2 separate regions of the Anas platyrhynchos genome follow, and region 1 is linked to region 2. The links are chromatin contacts, called in public Hi-C maps. All regions are on one chromosome and are shown on one strand. The core of a region is the stretch at or near the end of the contact, and the rest is flanking DNA. Distances in the headings are between cores, read along the strand shown.

Evidence for each region. A called contact is a pair of places that touch in the nucleus more often than the background predicts.
Region 1: a contact with region 2 is called in a Hi-C map of F1 follicle, with 3 times the contacts expected there. The contact joins the enhancer-like site here to the promoter of PALMD in region 2. A contact is called at or near these places in 5 of 8 Hi-C or Micro-C datasets (F1 follicle, liver, skeletal muscle and 1 more).

What each region holds. Positions count from the first base shown.
Region 1 is chr8:10,423,326-10,426,042 of IASCAAS_PekinDuck_T2T, forward strand. It overlaps PALMD (palmdelphin), which reads left to right. Exons shown (of 9, transcript XM_005018733.6): 9 at 1,987-2,717. The coding sequence ends at 2,030. Among named protein-coding and RNA genes, the nearest start is that of PLPPR5, 30 kb to the left of the region's middle. Within about 2 kb of position 1,451, at least 1 of the 8 cell types and tissues checked has an H3K27ac peak or open chromatin away from gene starts, as enhancers often do.
Region 2 is chr8:10,374,350-10,377,319 of IASCAAS_PekinDuck_T2T, forward strand. PALMD (palmdelphin) reads left to right here and starts at 1,499. Exons shown (of 9, transcript XM_005018733.6): 1 at 1,499-1,776. The coding sequence starts at 1,733. All of the region lies in intron 2 of PLPPR5 (phospholipid phosphatase related 5), which reads right to left.

The DNA.
Region 1 (2,717 bases), core at 201-2,700, 49 kb after region 2:
CTAGAACAATGAATGACAAAGAGCTAGGAAATAAACTCTTTTCAAGCCTCAGCCTGCCAGGTTAACCATAAACACCACTGGTGAAAAGAGGGGAGTAGAAAATTATTTTGGTATCTCAACATTCATTACTAAAGCAACAAACCGTATAAGAAAAATAATCCTCTCTGAAACTAAGACTTGGGAAGCAATGGCAGTATTTGAACATTAAATAGACACTGAGGGCTCTTTGAAAGAACAGAATGGAAGAAAGCACAAGACAGACCAGGAAGGAGGTCCATTATGTTACAGTCTTGCTTTGAGAGCAAAATGAAACTCCAGAGCAAGTTACTGAAAAGTAAGGGATGATAAAGACAATTTAGATGCAGAGGAAGTGTTCCATATCCCAACCAATATGGAGAAACATGGGATTAAATTAGGAGACTTCAGCATAGCCCTAATTTGACAGAAGCACAGGACATACCTCTTTCCATACTGGAGTAATTTTTATTTCCCTATGAGCCTGGTGGGAGACCAATATCTCATGGCACACACCTTCAGAAATACAGAAGGAGAGGGATGGCCATGCTGTAATTAGCACCCTAGCATTCAGGGTTATTAAGCTTATTTTCTTCTTTAAATTTCAATCATGAAAATATTTTGAAGGTTCGATACTCACTAGGGAAAATAAAGTCCTTGGACGCATAACAAAGGCTAGACATAATGGAATGAACGAAGAAAGGAAAAACAATCTGAATAGGCAGAAAAACCTCATTGACAGCATAGAATAGACTATCATGGCAAGTGAAAGTGCAACTTTTGGCAGGTAGCTCATCTAGATGAGCTGACTTTTTCTTTACCAATGGAAGATACACAACAATGGAAAACAATATTTGCCCAATTTGTGCTGAAGAAAGTATTGTACAACAAAACTGTTTATTTAATAGAAAAGGAAAACACATACATGCCACATGTTTCTGTAATGTAGAGTGAAAGACAAAATCACATCCCTGGACTATTGATTATGACAGAGTAATTGCTCTCAAACCACAACCAGGATTTGCATCCACCAGAATGCCTTGGTCTGCAAACAGTACAGTCCTTGTAAGAGTTAAGCTTAACATCAGTGGTCCCATAATAAGGTTATACTCAGATACTTCTATGATTTGCAACAATCTTCAAAACATGACTTGAACTGGACATTTGTTTGACCTGCATATATCAAGTAAACAGCTGCTTTGGCCCCCTGTCTCCCAGTACAGAACATGCATGTTGGAGGGAAGAAATGCTATTTTGGGTGAGTCTTCAAACTAACAGGTCAGAGGGCTGGAGATTATTCCCACTGCATTCTCAGATCAAGAGCTTAGTGAGGGGAGGCTCTTACATATCAAACAAAAGCATTATATTGCTATTCTAAAAATAACCTTAACATTTAATCATCTGCCCTGCATTGTCACTTTCAAATGAACCTACCTTATACCCAGTTACAGACTATATCCATGCTGATGTTTATACAGATGAATTACTCCGTCACATTTAATTCAGGAATATGACTAACTCCCACCCTGACTCACTGCACCAGGAAGAGAGAAGTTTGCTTTGAACATCAACAAAAGGAAAAGGCTTCCAAACAGTTACAGTGCCCACTGAGGAGTTTAGTTTAAACAACAGGTTTCATTATTCATGCATCCTTTTAATCTGTCAGCTTCTAGTCAAGGACAATACCATCTGTCTGTAATGTGTTAGCGAAGGTAACAGAAACAAAACAGATAAGAGAGCTGTGCTAATTTTCAAATAGCGATAATGGAGTACATTTCTTATTATTCACTTTATTGCCAAATTACTAGAACTAATGCCTTCTACTAATTTCTTTCTGTAACACTAAAACAATGCTTATTCTGCTGGATTAACCATTGGAGGTACGTGTATTCTTCATTATTCTAAATACAAACATTTAACATCAGAAATAGAAAGACTTAAAGTACAATGGTTTTGTTTTCTTTTTTTCAGCTCTAAGGATGAGAATGGCAAAGCTGGGGAAAAAGGTGATTTAACAGCTATAAGATGGAAGTAAATTTCATTACTCAAAGCAGAATAAAGCTACGAAGATTTTCTTCAACATGCCTTTTGGATCTTAATGCTTAATGCTTTGTTCTTCTATTTTATGCATCTGGGTTATTTTGCCCATTGCATAACCCAATGGACTCTAACAGACTTTTAGATTCGGCCAGCTGCCACACACAAATCAAAGCTTGTATTTTGAAGGTAGTGTAAAGTTACCCAAGACCATAAGTGCAGTGTATATCCAAGTGTGAAGATGTGGGGACAGGTATGCACGATCAGGAATACGTTGTTGCCATATACACAGAGCAGATAAACATCCCTCTCCAGGAACTTCACAGCATATCCTTTCAGTTTTAAGTACACGTGCTTTGACTTTTGATTGAAAATGTTTCATTCATTAAAAAAAAAAAAAAAAAAAAATAGTTATTTTAAAAGCTAAGCATAAGAGAGAGTAGCAGGAAGAAGTGTAAATATAAAAGCTGGTTTCCAAGCTTCATATTTAAAGCCAAAATTTAAAGCATTCCTTTTTAAGTAACAGCAAAACAATCCAAAAACAGCAGATTCAGCACTTACATGTTTAGCCGCCTTCTTGAGCACCCCAGTCTACCCACCCTTCTACATCACATATGACAGTATAGCCACCAAAAGACCTTGCTCAGTTCCCCAGACCATGTATG
Region 2 (2,970 bases), core at 249-2,748:
TTGTGAGTAACCCTGGAACATGGCATGGTGCGAGGCTTTATTAAATGCATTACAGGGAATGCATATAAATTATACGGTTATAACATCATAGTTACACGTCTGATACCTGATTTAAATGCTGACAGAATAATGCTGAAATAACAATCCTGCGTGCGTGTTTTTAGAGATCACCAAAACAGATGTAAGAGAAAAATACTCAAAAATAAGCAGTACTGCTTCTGTCCAAGCAAGAAGCACAAAGTTTGCAGCGAATTAGGGCTCAGCTTGCCCTACAAGCTGCCGCGGGGGCGTTCAGCAGCCCAGCCGGCTGCCCGCAAGGCGCCCCCCGGGGCAGGGGCCCCGCCACCAAGGCCGCAATGCCGGCGGCAGCCCGCGAGAGGGAGACTTCACCTCACCAGACCTCGGAAGCGAGACACTCGAAAGCGATTTTACCCAGATAAAAGCCACGCTACAGCCAGATGCACCACAGGCAGTCTGGGAAGGCTGTAACGTGAACAAGCCTTCCTAAAGGATGCGCTCTGAAAATAGCACTGGGGTTCCCGTGCAACCTAAAGATGCTAATCTTGCATACAGCAGTTGATATGCAAGGTTCTGTGAATATATATGTATTTTTTAGTCTCCTTTAAAATTATTTCCTCACTAGTCTTTAACTTTTTTTTATTATCATCTCCTGAAGACAAATAACTGGAGCAATATATACATGAGAAACATCAGATTTTCATAAGTTTACCTTAACCAAATGTAGAAAGAACAGCTACAACATTATATTTTCCATGTCATCTAAGTTTACTTATCTAAATGATGGGAACACAAATTAAGAAGAATATGGAAAAAATTAAAAAGACCCTGTCTTTCTCTGGAGTTCAGAACTTTACACTGCAGACTTGCTGCCCCTGAAACTTCTACTGCAGGTAGCAGAGGCCGCTCTCCTTTCTGAGCAGTTCCCAAGCAGCCTGCTTCCTTATCTCTTTGTTTCTGACATATCTGTTTAGAGAAGCAGCTTCTCCTGATTTTCCAGTCTAAGAAACTTATCTTTAATATGTCTTTAGAGCAACTTCGCATGAAACGAAACATATATTGTTTCCACATCCAGTGTAGCATATTCATCCTATCTGCAAGAAAATTTAGCGTTCTTGATCACGGAAGTTCAATATTAGAATGGATTTGCTGTGATTTTTCCTGCAGACTTTCAACATGTTTATTACATTTTTAAATAATTTATGATATAAAAGTTTATCATTTATGTTCAAAGCAACCTTTATCATCTGCCTAGCAATTTTATCAGTCCAGCAACTACAGTAAGTCATCATCATCTTTACCTCACCCACTAATTTAGCTAGGATTTGTCTAGAACAAAGGGCCATAATAAATGCCAAAGTAAGAGCTACACCCACTTACAAATCATGCATACCCAAGTCTCATATAGTGAGTTAAATATTTACTAGACTATAACGGGCAAGGAACTCAACAAGGTCTCTTAGATAATAAACTGACTTGTTAGAGGAAATATCTTCAGCAAGTATTTCTTAGACCCAGCACAGGGATTTCTAAAATATATTTTTCCATCTGCTTTTCTTAATTCCACAGAAGAAGGTCATACTTCACCTGGAAGTGTGCATAAATAAAACACAGGAAGACAGCATCAAACGGATTTATCACCCCAGCCTGTAGTTCTTTCAGTCTTCTACCATTTTGTTGTTTGTAACGTGGTAGCGATAAATGTGACATCAAGATGCAAGCTGATGCTTCTGTTTCCGAACATCAAAGACACAAAAGGTAAGGTCCCAACTTCTTAAAACATATTGAGGCTGTATACTGCTCTTAGGAAATACGACTATCAAAATCTGCCCTTCCCTAGTGTTTTGATTCTTCTTTTTATTCTGCTTTTCTCTTTCTTACTAAAAAAATCTAATTCCTAGTTCATACATCAACAATTATGGTGTGAGTTTGGATTTTGAGTTCTTATACCTTCAGATGTGTGAGGACAGGACAGAGGACTTTAGATTTATCTAAAATACTTTCAATGTATTTGTGCTAGTTCATAATAGATGAACATTTATTTCAGAGTTAGAACTGAACTAAAATTTTAAAATGGGTGTGTGACCATGACTGTAACCAGTTTTGGGAGACAAGGAGAGAGAGGATGGAAAGAGAGGTGACAAAGAAAGGACAAGGGAATGTTGAAATGGAGTTAAATTTCATACAGCTGTTCTAAACCTGCTTCTGTCTGACATTAAACTTTATTAGAGTGTGATCTTAAATAGAGAAGAAACAGTGTGGTCTCTCAGGGAAGAAAATTATGCTTAGTTATTTTTGCCTATTTTGCGGAAGGCAAATAATATTAATAGTTGTGCTAGAGATATTTATATGTTTTATAGAAATAAGCAGATACATTATAAACTGGTTTAGAAATTAACTAATTTCTCCCATGTGTGTTTTTCTGTGTTGTTAATTTAACTATAGCTGTTAGTGTTTATTATTTCATTTAAATAATACACACAGTTTATGTGTGTTTTTTTCCCCTAATATGTTTACGTACAAATTTAATGAATGTTCCTCTGTAGATTATGATGGATTATATCTACTTAGACCTGTAGAATCTCAGTTCTGTTACCAATCAACACACCACACACACAGCATAACAAAAACTGAAATTATTACACAAAGAGATCCAAGCACACTAGGTGAACAGATGCAAGGATGAGAAAGAAAATCAAAGCTGATAAACAAAGTGTTAATTACCAGTGTACTTTGTCAAACCCCAAATTAGTTTTAATTACACTTACACAGCAATATTTGCTAAAGAAACTGATGTTAGCATTATCTTATAAGACTTCTACACTTGCTGTCTAATTAAACTGTACAACCTGTTGCCATAGGAAGATGTTGAAACATCTTTAAGAAAAGGATTAAGTAGTTATTTCCAGAATTAAGTATAATTAAGATATCAGCTTTATGTAAGAATTATTT